Regions from separate parts of the Sus scrofa genome. Here region 2 is linked to region 1. Evidence: chromatin contacts called from public Hi-C data. All regions are on one chromosome and are shown on one strand. The core of a region is the stretch at or near the end of the contact, and the rest is flanking DNA. Distances in the headings are between cores, read along the strand shown. Region 1 holds the start of KCNG2 (potassium voltage-gated channel subfamily G member 2). Region 2 holds the start of LOC100157017.

The links. A called contact is a pair of places that touch in the nucleus more often than the background predicts.
Region 2: a contact with region 1 is called in a Hi-C map of skeletal muscle, with 7 times the contacts expected there. The contact joins the promoter of LOC100157017 here to the promoter of KCNG2 in region 1. A contact is called at or near these places in 1 of 47 Hi-C or Micro-C datasets (skeletal muscle) and 1 of 2 datasets of contacts at active chromatin or transcription factors (skeletal muscle).

Annotation. Positions count from the first base shown.
Region 1 is chr6:127,825,984-127,832,474 of Sscrofa11.1, forward strand. KCNG2 (potassium voltage-gated channel subfamily G member 2) reads left to right here and starts at 4,049. Exons shown (of 4, transcript XM_021096336.1): 1 at 4,049-4,138.
Region 2 is chr6:128,002,805-128,009,403 of Sscrofa11.1, forward strand. It overlaps LOC100157017, which reads left to right and starts at 2,031. Exons shown (of 7, transcript XM_001924715.6): 1 at 2,031-2,196; 2 at 2,823-2,890. The coding sequence starts at 2,046.

The DNA of each region.
Region 1 (6,491 bases), core at 2,799-5,298:
CGCCTTTGACGCCTTTGACCTGAGACACAAGATTAGAATGTGCACACATTTCTGAAGGACATCTGCTTCCTGAGTGAAAGGCCGTCCTATTCGTGAACCTCCGGGACGACGTGCCTGCACTGCAGTCGATGGCTTCCCCATGTGCAGCCCAGATGAGGATGAGGCAGCAGAAGGAGAAAAAGCAGAGCTGAGGAGCTTGGGCGGAGGATGAAAGGGGCAGACAGAGGGGGAGATCTGAAGCGACTCAAAGGAGCCGGTGCTCCTGTGATGGGGGCTCTTTGATCCCTCAGCCGGCAATGAGTAGACAAAGGGGAGGTTTGGGGAGCACAGAGCCCAGGACATGTGCAGTGGCTGCCACATGACCAAGCCCAAATGCTCCAGAGAAATCAAAGTCAGGGAACAGAAGGACTTCAGGTAGCAGCTGAGTGAATCCTGAGAGGCAGGCCATGATTTGGGTGGGAAGAACCCCAGACAGGAAAGGGACTGTGACAGTGTCAGAAACAGACTCCTTCTGGAAGAGGAGACAAAGTGAAAAAGCCAAGATCAGAGAGACAGACAAATGCAAGAATGCAAGCGTCTGGAAGGCAGACAGACCCAGGAGCAAATGAGATGTCAGCAGAAGGGAGCTCTGCACCTTGAACCCAGAGGGACAGATGGACTGATGGACAGACAGTCACCAGGGGACAGGCCTCCTTTGTGTGGGAGGTGAAAGTGCGTTATCATTGACCGTGATGGTTATACAACTCTGTGAACATTCTAGAATCCACTGAATCACACACTTTAAGGGGATGAATTGTATAGTATCTAAATTCTTTCTCAATAAAGCTGTTATCAAAAAAAGAGAGATAGAGAGAATATACCACCTTGTTTTGAAAAGGAGACAATAAATGAAAATTCCTAAAAATTATAGGTAAAAAATTATAGATAAATTATAGGTAAAAATTATAGGAAAATTCATAATTTGGAAAATATTGGTAAAGAAAGTAATTAGATACCTATATTTGTAATAGTATTCATTCCTTTTCTCACTCATGCGTTCACAGTAAACAGTTACTATCACATACTTGGCTGCCAGGCCCTCTGCCCGTGCTAAAGATAAGGAAATTTCATTTTGTTTTGTTTTGGTTTTGTTTTGTTTTTTTGTATGTGTGTTTTTTGCCTTTTCTAGGGCCGCACCCACGGCATATGGAGGTTCCCAGACTAGGGGTCTAATCCGAGCTGTAGCTGCCAAGCCTACGCCAGAGCCACAGCAACGCGGGATCCGAGCCGCGTCTGCAACCTACACCACAGCTCATGGCAACACCACATCCTTAACCCACTGAGCAAGGCCAGAGATCAAACCCACAACCTCATGGTTCCTAGTCAGATTTGTTAACCACTGAGCCACTATGGGAACTCCTAAAGATAAGGAAATTTTTTTTAAAATACCCCTGCACAAAGGGCTTACTGTCTGCTAAGATCAAGAGATAAATAAATGCGTAAGCAAACTTTTTGCTTCTTTAAATGAAGTTTCAACTACATTCACAGCAAGAATTTTCCACTAATAACATACCAGTCAGTATTTACCAATTTGTTAACTGTAGTTAAGAAAGGAGGTTAAGATATACCTCTAAAATTGTTTGGGCAGAAGTATTTTATAATAGTGACAAACTGGAGAAAACACAGACGTCACATAACAGAGTTTCAGTTAAAGTACGGTACCAGCCACAAGACGGAATCCTGTGCAATCATTTAAAATGATGTTGGAGCCTGGAAAACATTGAAGACATTCATTTCCTGTTAAATCCAGTGAAAATCCAGGAGATACTGTGATGCTATTTTTGTATAGAAACAAACAAAAAATACATTCTTCCGTTTTAAAAGTCCAAAATGTTAGCAGTGAGATCCTGCTCTGTAGCACTGGGAACTATGTTTAGTCACTTATGATGAAGCATGATAATGTGAGAAAAAAGAATGTATACATGTATGTGTAACTGGGTCACCATGCTGTACAGTAGAAAGAAAAATAATTTCCTGGGGAAATAAAAACAATTTTTAAATAAATAAAAGTCCACAATGTTTTGGTATCAAAATAAGTCTCAAATAGTAACAGTGATAAAGTCTAAATGAAGGAGATGGGGATACAGGAATTTCTTACTTTCTCCTTTGTATTTTTCGCAGAAGGTTTACTAATTGTCTACAGTGAGGCAATTATGTTCCAAAATCATTTTGCAAATGTTTGCTCATTTCCTAAAACAGAAGCTATACAAAAATGCAAATGCATTAACCAGCAATGATGGGTCTACTGGGAATGATGGTACCAGCTTCTTCAACCCTGGCCCTAAGTCCCTATCCTTGTGGACAATCAGCAATGCATTTCTCAAATACCAGTAGCAATGGGATCCCTGGATATGTGGCCACCAAAGGGTCTAACACCCCCAGCATTAGCTCCATATTGATGCTGCCTAACTGTGATTTCAAAACGATCAGACATACAGAGTGAAACGGGTCACTCAGCCCAGACTCTGCCAGAGGGCTGCCTGATACCTGAAGATAAAATGTGTCCATTGTGGGTATTCTTTCATATAAGCCAATTCCCTCTCTCTATAACCAAGCAATTAGTTCTGCATGTCTGGAGCCAGGAGGGGATGGATTCATTGCTTCTGCATATCACCACTGAGAGCTGGAAACAAAGTGCACCCTGCAGGGGCAGCAAGGGTGGAGCTGAGTCTGGAAATTGCTCTACCCCCCTCACCCAGGAAGGACAAGGGTCTGGGGAATATTTAGCCTGAGAAATCATGCATACCACCCACAATCATACTCATGTAAATAAAACTACCAGCTGCTGGGCATTTGCTGGGTGTCAGGCCCTGCTAAGAGCTTTCCATGAGTTGTCTCATTTGCTTATCTCTTAGTGTTTCTCAGGGGTGGGGCCTTCTCTGTTAAAAGGGGTCCTCTGGTTCTGTCTCAGAAGCTACAAATATCCAGGGGTGAGGGGAATCCCTCCCCGCAACAGATTCTGCTCAACCGAGGGAAGACTGCTAACTGATAAAGCTGAGCAAAACAGGGGACAGACTGGCACTCAGATGTCATCACTTCCTGTGGGAGAGGTGGCCTTTTCAGGACAGGGGTGGCCAGGCCTTTCCCTCTCTGATATTCAAAGAATATTTCTGGGAGTTCTGTTGTGGCTCATGGGTAATCAACCTGACTAGAATCTGTGAGGACGCGGGATCAATCCCTGGCCTCGATCAATGGGTTTAAGGATCCGGGGTTGCCGTGACCTGTGGGGTAGGTTGCAGACACAGCTCAGATCTGGTGTTGCTGTGGCTGTGATGTAGGCCGGCAGCTACAGGTCTGATTCCACCCCAAGCCTGGGAACTTCTATATACTGCAAGTAAGGCCCTGAAAAATAAATAAATAAATAAATATTTTTTTTAAAGACACTCCCCCCCCCAAAAAAAAAGAGTGTTTCTGAGGGAAAAAACCTTTCCAAGGTCTCGGTGCTCAGGCTCAATCTGGAGAGGAACACCTCCATCCTGTGAATGCAAATGATGAAACAGCCCTCACAGAGGCTGTCAGTAATCCTAGACGCACCCTTCAGGTGTGCAAGGGGCAGTGCTGTCCCAGAAAAGCAGGGTCTCAGGTGACCTGGCTAGAGTTTCCAGACCCTCCTCCCGGCTCGTGCGCCCGCGCGCGCGCGTGGAGCGCCCCGCCCGCCCCTCTGCTGGAAGGGCCGCTGTGGGGTGTGGTTGGGGCAGGAGGATTGGGAGGGTCTGTGCCTCTGGAGCTGCCGCTGTATGTGTTTGCAAGTGTTTGCGAGTGAGCGCGTGTGCCAGTCGCGTCGGTGGGCGCGGTGCGCAAATCCCGGCCAGCGCTGTGCGCCCGGGAGAGTTCGCTCTGAGTACACACGCCCCTGAGCTCCCGGTTCCCGCCCTGCAGCCGCGCCCGGGGTCCGCTCGCCCTAGGGACCAGAGGCCAGGCGCGAGGGGGCGCCGCGCCACCGTAGCCAGGCGGATTGCTGAGGCCGGGCCGGGCCGGGGGCGGCGCGCGGGGCGGTGCCGGACTCCGCGGGCTGCGGGCTCCGGAGACGCCGCGCTCCGCCCCGAGGAGGCCGCCGGCTGGGCAAGCAGAGCGGCAGCCCGCGGAGTCCAGCCCCGAGGTAAAGTTATGCGCGGTGGGGCGGAAGATCTACCCGGGAGGGTCCCGGGGTGCGGGGATTCTGCAACCGAGGATCCCGATGCAAGAGCGGGGGCGGGAGGGTTCTACACCCGTGGGTCCCCAGCAGGAGCAGGGACAGGAGAATCTACGCCGGAGGGTCCCGAGGCCAGAGAGGAAACTGGGTGCGGGCGCGGCGTGGGGAGAGGTCTACAATGCAGCCTCTCGGGATCGTAGCGGGGACCGAGGGTCTACCCCGTAAGGTCCTGATGCAGGAGAAAGGGCGTGAGGGGCGCAGGGGTCTGTACCCGAGCGTCTGCGGCGGGAGCAGGGAAGGAGGGACGCAGGTACCTGTCCCGAAGAGGCAGTAGCCCTGCGCGCGTAGTCTCTACTCCAGTGCTGGGAGGGGTGGGAGCAAAGGAGATTCCAGAAGAACATTTAGGTGCCCCTATCCCCCACCCCCTCCGCCATCGGGGGCGGGGCGAGGATGGGCACCGCCCCTAGCCCCCAGCCAGGCTCCGAGTTCCCTGGGGGACCGGCACCCTGCCGGAGGCGCGCTAGGGTTCCGACTGCTTCGTGCGCTTTCATGGAGGTCCGAGCGGCGGTGGCCTGGTCCCGGCTGCCGCCCCGTCTGTCCGCGTCGAATCTGCAGGAGCCCAGGTAAGAGGAAAGACAGGTGCGGCAAAGCGGCATCCGCGACCTGTGAAGTGTGACCTGGGCGGGAGATAAGAGTGGGTGCACCTGACTTGGGTGACCAGGAATCTCCCAGGCGCCCACCCTGGCTGGCCGTGGGCGCATCCGGTTCCGCGAAGAGGGGGCGGGACGTGGGAGAGTCTTGGGCGCGCGGGTGTCCTTTCCTCTCCCCTTCCTGCCGCCCCTCCCAAGCTCAGGGGACGTCGCCGCCTGTACACATCAGTGCATGCAGACTAGCGTTGCACAGACACACACACACACACACACACTCGCAAACATGCTCGCGCGGCAGCCCTCCCAGCCTTGCCTTCTCTGGCCAGGCCATGATCTGAATCCTGGAGAGGGAGCCCCGCGAGCAGCCTGGAATTCTGCAAACGCGGAGCCCAAGCGCGTCCTGCGCCCTCCTCCCACCGCTCGAGCCGAGTCTAGGGGGCTCCCACACTCGCCCGCTCATCTCAGGTTGGGCGCTGGGGCTGGGGGAGCAGAGGGCAGCCCAGCGTCTGGTCAGGGGCCGGGGGAATGAGGTGGGCGGGTGCTCAAGGGGTCCTGGGCTTCGGCAGGGATGACCAGGACTTCCAGAAGGGCAAGCTGGGGTCTCTCTGAGCCCCTGGAAGTCCCCCAAACCACAGAGTGGCTGGGCCAGCGCCTGCCGTGGCATGTTTATACTTCAGAGGTTTTCGATGACCAGTGCAGCTCCCTCCCAGCCCACCTCCTTCTTTCTGGTTTCTGGCTCTTCAGCCAGGGCTCTCTGGTCATGGACTCCCTTTGTCACCTTTGTCACCTCATCTGGAGCCGGATTTGCACTGGGATGGATTTTACTTGGCCTTTGTAATTCCCATTCTCCTCCCTCTCCTGGGGCTGCACAGACACTAGTTTCCTGAGTTCTGGACTCAAGGCCAAGGTTTGGAGCAAGTGGCTATTGTAAATGGACCTTGATTGGTGCATGTGGCAGTGACTCTGCTGGGAGGCACCCCCCCCCACCAGGAGGTGGCAGTGGCAGGCTCCTTCACCTCCCCAGCCCTGCTCAGGGGCAGTTGCTGAGGGGTCAGTTAGGTAAACTGAGATGAGATGGGAGACTCAGAGACTCCATCTCTGCTGAGCAATCCAGAGCAGGTCCCAAAAACCTCAGGAAGATTTAAGCGGAAGATGGCATTCACTCCTCTCACCCTCCTCTCTAGGACTGTGCAGGTCTGCAGCTGGCCTCCAAAGGTTTTGTGACATGCCCGGTTTGTCAATGGATGACATCACTCTGGCTTCTCTTAAACTGAGTTACAGGAAGCGTTGTGGGTTGGGGGCTGGAATCCACTTTGCTTACCAGCCACACACATAGTAAGGATTGCATAGTACTGCCCGCAAAAGACGAGTATTGGGGACAGGTTATGGGAACAGTTCTCAGGTTCCTTCCAAGGCCAGTGGCAAAGTGTTCTGATCGCTTTTGTCTTACAATTTGTGTATTCCACTTTGCAAAAGTTTTTTTTTAATACACAGAGATTTCCATAATTTAAGAAAAATTGGGTGTTTTTGTAGGCATGAGAGAAAGGGAGGGAAGCTAGTTCTTGGCTGGCACTGAGGCCTGCGCATGCCAGATGCTCAGAAATATGTGCTGGTTGATTCATTGTTTGAGTTTAATTAAGAGTTTCTAGCCAGGATATGGCTGAGAGCTG
Region 2 (6,599 bases), core at 781-3,280, 170 kb after region 1:
TTATTCTTTAGTTATTCAACAAATATTTATTGAGCAGGCCAGACAGGATATCAAACGCTGGGAATAGAGCAATAAATAAGACTAAGTCCCTGCCCTCATGGAGTGTTGTCTAGCAGAATTCCTGAATTACACAGAAAACCATACACTGAATTTGGATTCATGACAAAGTCCTTCGGGTAAAGGGTTTAGAGTATTAAGAGAACATTTAGCAGGAACACACTTAGTTTAAGGAGTTCAGGAAAGGCTTTTCTTTTCTTTTTCTTTTTTTGTCTTTTTGCCTTTTCTAGGGCCGCACCAATGGCATATGGAGATTCCCAGGCTAGGGGTCAAATCAGAGCTGTAGCTGCCAGCCTACGCCAGAGCCACAGCAACGTAGGATCCGAGCTTCGTCTGCGACCTACACTACAGCTCACGGCAACGCCAGATCCTTAACCCACTGTGTGAGACCAGGGATCGAACCCACAACCTCATGGTTCCTAGTCAGATTTGTTAACCACTGTGCCGTGACAGGAACTCCAGGAAAGGCTTTCTTTTTTTTTTTGTCTTTTTGTTGTTGTTGTTGTTGTTGTTGCTATTTCCTGGGCCGCTCCCGCGGCATATGGAGGTTCCCAGGCTAGGGGTCTTCGGAGCTGTAGCCACCGGCCTACGCCAGAGCCACAGCAACGCTGGATCCGAGCCGCGTCTGCAACCTACACCACAGCCCACGGCAACGCCGGATCGTTAACCCTCTGAGCAAGGGCAGGGACCGAACCCGCAACCTCATGGTTCCTAGTCGGATTCGTTAACCACTGCGCCACGACGGGAACTCAGGATAGGCTTTCTTAAGGATGTGATACTGAAATGGGGATCAGTAAGATAAGTGAGAACTAGGGGAAAAGCTGGAGTCAGTCCAGGCAGTTGGGGACCAAGTCAAGGTCCAGGACCTTGGCAGTTTGTAGCATTGTGCAGCCTTAATGACCAGCGTACCCAAGGGGTTTGCTGGGTAGACAGGCCAGATAATGGAGCCTTTTAGGCTGTGCTTAGGATTTTATACTTTACCACATGAACAAGGTGAGCTGCCCACGGGCTTCAAGCTGAGGATTGAGATGTCAGATTTCTATGTCCTTCACGCATCTAGGCTACCGTGTACAGGGGAAAGGACTGCAGAGGGAAGGCTGGAAGAGAGGGGACTAGGGAGACTAGCATCTGGATAACGAAAGCTGTTGGTTTGAGAGGTCTGCCAAAGAAAAGGTCTGGGCTGGAGATTTTATATATATATATATCTATACATCTATGTAGATATATATTTTTTAAGGGCTGCACCCAAGGCATATGGAGGTTCTCAGGCTAGGGCTCAAATTGGAGCTGCAGCTGCTGGCCTACACCACAGGCACAGTGACTCGGGGATCCAAGTCACGTCAGCTACTTACACCACAGCTCATGGCAACACCAGATCCTTAACCCACTTAGCAAGGCCAGGGATTGAACCTGCGTCTTCATGGATGCTAGTCAGATTCATTTCATTGAGCCACAACGAGCAGTCCCCAGAGATAAAAATTTGAGAACCATCAGAGTAGAGGCAGCGGGTGAAGCCACGACACTGGATGAAACGCATCAGTGTTCCCTAAAGAGGACTTTAAGTGATCTTTTACCTGTTCTTAACATTTCATCTTTTTAAAAAGCGATAATACCAGAGATTCCAGTTGCAGGGCAGGCCTTCGTCATCCACCACCCACTTTCCCAGGAAAAAGGCAGTCTGCAGTTCAGGGTGAGATCTGCTCTTTGCAGAAGCCAGCTGCAAACTTCGATGCAGACGCCAATGTGCAGACCCTGCCCAAGAGTACAGTTACCCTCCACCCCACTTCCCCCACCTTGACATAAAACAGAAGACAGCTTATTATTTTACCATAATAAAAATGTGTTTATTAATGATCAGCAAAAAAATCGCAACTTTAGCAAACTACAGGCCAATCCAGAGAACAGAGCAGAGGAAATTCTTTCATAGGGTGAAGGGGAGCTGGGCGTGGCTGGCTGTTAGAATCAGAGCCCATTGGAGGGAGCCGAGCATGGGAAGTGTAGCGGCTTCCCATTGGCTGGCTGGGTTGTCGCCGGACCCAGAGACAGCCTACCTAGCCTGCTGGGAAGTAAGGTGGCGACCTCCTTCCTGCATGGTCTCCAGTGTTGGGGGAACGGTTGGGGCTTCCCACTCCACCTTAAGTGAGGTTTTAATTTATTAATTTTCCCACTCCCCACGCTGAGGCAGACCAGCAACCTTCTCAGCTACACAGCCCCCTCCCCCACCTCCCCGCGCGACCATGCCGACCACGCTCCTGAAGGAGGCTCCAATCCCCAAGTCCTCCTGCCGCCGGGCGGCACCAGCCTTCCTTACAGACAGCTTCTAGCTTGTCCACTCGGGTTGCCCAGAGTAGGCTAGCATGTGAGCGTGTCCTGGTCGGATGTGCCGGGGCTCGCATTGGCTGACCAGGCGGGGGGGCGTGGCCGAGACCTGTGACAGGCGGTCTGGGGGCAAGGCTTGGAAGTGTAGCTAGCGGGTTTGGAAGTGCGACGGGTGGTCTCCGGGCGTGGCCAGGGCTTGGAGGCCTGACTAGGAGGTATAGGTCGCAGGCTTGGGGCGTGGTCAGGGGCTTGGCGGGGGGGCCCAGGGACTGTGAGGTGTAACGAGCAGGTTTGGGGACGTAGCCTAGAGGTGTGGCGGGCGGTTTGGGGCGTGGCTTGCGGGGGCTAGGGCGCAGCACTCTTTGACCTTAGCCTCTCTCTGTCGGTGTTGTCTTGGGAGGCTGTGGTGGCTGGAGCGTCCATTAAATCTGGGATCTTTTTTAAAGGTAAACGTGCCCCAAGGATGTCGCGATGTGGGCTGGATACTGGATCGAGCCCTACCAGAGCTATGCCGGTGGGTGTAACTGACTCGGTCTTCACCAGGACAGGCGGGCGCTATTATAACGCTGAGGGGGAGCTGCCTTCGTGGCTCAGTGGTTAAGGAACACGACTAGGAGCAATGAGGATGCGGGTTGGATCCCTGGCCTCAGTGGGTTAGGGATCTGGTGTCGCTGTGAGCTGTGGTGTAGGTCGCACACGCAACTGGGATCCAGCGTGGCTGTGGCTGTGGCTTAGGGCTGCTGCTCCTATTTCATTCCTAGCCTTGGGACCCCAGTATGCCACACTGGATTCGTGCGGCCCTAAAAGAAAAGAGAAGAAAATGCTGAGGCCCGCAGGGCACCAGCTTAAGGAATTTAATAAAGAAGATCCAACGTTGTTATTTATACCTGCCTTGTCGGAGAGAAAACTTATGGCAGCTTCAGAGATTCTAATCGAGTCTAAAGGTCATTTTGGACAGGTACTTCTTTTTCTTCTAAGCTCCAGACAGTGGCAGATTAAGCTTTAAATAGATAAGATTCTGGTACCCACATCAGATTTTATAGTTTATAGTTTACTCCCTTTCAGGAATCCAGTTTTTTAAATCTTGGCTTTCTTTTCTTTAATGTTTAGCAAGCCCTGACCATTTCTTAGGAGAGTACTGTTTGCTGAGACACATTGTGACAGTGTTGGTTCTAAATTATATTGGGTTTGTTGATACCTGGTAATTGGGGAAAATGCACATAAAGGCTGCAAACAGTGCAGAGCTACCAAGTGTCCTCAAGGATAGGCCCTTTGGCATATCTTAGTCTTTTAGGTCCTCTTATCTAGTCATGAGTGAATAGATGTCTCCCAGCAAATTCAGAAAATCAGGCCCAAGATGATAAGAAAGCAGAAGAGCTAACCAACGTCTCACCGACCCATCCTAAAGGAGAATTCTTTTTTCCAGGCTGTTTTCTGAGCCTCTGGAGCAGAATCTGGGCGGGAGCTAAGGAGGAGAGAGAACAAACGTGATTTTCATACTCATGGAGAGGGCAGGGAACTACTCTAGTAGGTGGGGTGAGGATTGAATTTGAAAGGACTGGAGAGAAAGGACTGGCCAGCTGGTGCCAATTTGATGCAAGCGTTGGCATGTTGAGGACATGAGGGGATTTTGGATTCACCTGAAATATTGAGAGGACATATGAATTTAAGAAATTTTGCTGTGTTGTATGGATTCAATCTCCCAATCTTTGGTATGGTTTGTTTCTAGACACTTGGGAAAGTATCTAAGTTGCTGTTCAGATGAAAACATTAGTAACTCATTCATTGAAGGCCAGGGCCACCATGAACTTCATGTAGGAGGAGAGTTTCAGAGAGAAGTGCAGCCTGGCAGAACAGGGTCAACCCAGAGCCCAGCTCCTCGCTTCCTGCTTTGTCCTCTTTCCTGCCCTCTCCCCATCTTGGTTGGATATTTCTCTCTGTCCCAGGAACTAAAACATATTTTTATTGGTTGCATTGGTTTTTATGTTGGTTTTATGTTGCCTTAGACAAAAAGTAGGTGCCTAATAATATACCTACTTTGTGGTGAGTTCCTTTGTTGCCAGAATGTCCCTATCTGAACTATTATGTTAATACTGTCCATCCAAGGACACCTGCCAGAGGCATGTCCACTTAGCTCTTTTTGCAGAAATTAGGGGAAGAGAAGGAAATGTGACTTTAGGGTACAGCTGTAAAACACTACCTGTTATTTTCACTTCAGTTTCATCAAGAACCCAGGAAGGCTGGCAGACCTTTATCAGCTGCAGAGCTGTGTCTTTCAACCCTACCAGTGCCCCTGGGCACAGGGATCAGCAGCAAATAGGGCTCATGCTCCGTCTCAAGAAGTTTATGGCAAGTCCCACTTTCTCTGTCATGCTTCTTTGCTGGACTCCTGGCTGTGAGTGGAGATGGTCAGAGCTCTCTCAGTCACTTAGATGATCTTGAATCTTTTCCACATACAAGTGACAGTAATGGTGTGACAGATGTGTGTTATTGCTCTTTAACCAATGTTAAAGTAGTCAGGAATTGAGCCTCCTCTGTTAAAAATAAACTGAAATATTATCCTTTTTTTTTTTTTTTTTTTGGCCTTACCTGTGGCATGCAGAAGTTCCCAGGCCAGGGACTGAATCTGCAGTGACAACACCAGATCCTTATCCTGCTGTGCAACAAGAGAACTAAAATCTGCTATTAATGAATTTCTTTTCATCTTTTACTCAAAGTCCAAAAAGCAAATGTAAGTTGTTTTTTAGCCAATTATGTTCTGAGCTTTGAACACATTTGTTGCTGAATTCTCATACAGAGAGACTGGACACTGAGACTTTTTTCCAGGAAGCAGCATTTATTCATGCTGGCACTGGCTCAGTGGATTCATATCCAAAGGCTGAGCCCTGAACCCAGCAGGGCCTTGCCTTATATACCTCTGCTAGTTTCCCTTTTACATTTTGGTCCCTTTGTTCCCCTTATTCACATTCTGTAAATTCTGATTGGATGGTCCATGTTACATAGTTGCACATGTGCACATGTGCGATATTGATTATGTCATGCTGCCACAGATTTGCATGGGCACACAGATGCTGGTTGTGCCATGCTGCCTTCCCATTGTCCTGGGAGAACCCCTATCACATTCCCCACTTTGATGCTCACAACATCATCACATGTGTGGCCTCCCCCCACCCCTACCATGGCCTCAGTGAGGCTGGAGACAGACCTTATAACTAGGAGAGCTAGACAGGGGAGGATCAGGCAGCCTCCCAAGATCAGGAGCATAATACCTACAGGATTTTGAACCCCCCCACCACCACTCCCCCGCCAAAGGTTGAAAACCATCCCCGAATAGCTCTGCAGGGTTCCAGTCTTTCCAAGTTTGTATGGGGACATGAGCCATTTTTCTGATGTTTGTAGCTATGTTTGCCATTGCCTTGCCATTATCATCTATCTGGAGGCAACAGTAAGATTAATTAAATTTTTCACATACCCCTCCTTCTTTTGGTAATAGGTAATCCAAGGCTAGGCGGTTCTGGTAAATAGCTGCTGGCATTTGCTGTTGTTGTTTTGCCATGAATTCTAAGGTTGTGGGTGTTTGGTTAGTAATAATTTCCAGTACCACCTCTAACCCAATGATCTGATTAAGCATATATATATAGGGGTTTGGTAGCCCCAGCTCCCACCTTGTGCCCAAGTGGCTGGACCATATGTCTCGATAATCCTCTGGGGTGGGCATTTATTTTCTCTCTATTTTTGTTGTCCCCCATCTCAGGGATCCTTCTTGCTCTAATCTTTAAGTTCTGATAAAGGGGAACCCCTAATTCCTCTACTTCCTGATTAGGCAGGAGGAAAAATCTAGGTTGGATTATTCCTATGGAGCAGCTCACTTTCCTTTGAGCAGTGAGTTGCATATATGCTCTTATCCAAAACAGCCCATCAGGTGCCCTCCAGTGTTCAGGGTCACTAAGAGTGAGGTTTTCCCAATGTTGACTAATTTCAGGTATGCCTTGGAATGGATTGGCCCCTTCCTTAGTATGTATAGTACAGTTGACTATGGCTTGATAGGGAGAGGATTGGCACTGGGAGGTATTAACTGTGGAGGCCAGGGCCCAGTGCCAGGAAGGAGTGTTTGGCCACCACTCAAAGCTGGTAGAGTTCTAAGACAGCTTTCTTTTGTGTGGACTTTCTCCTACCCATTGTATGTAATTGGGTCCTGTTCTACCAATGCATTCCTCTCCAAA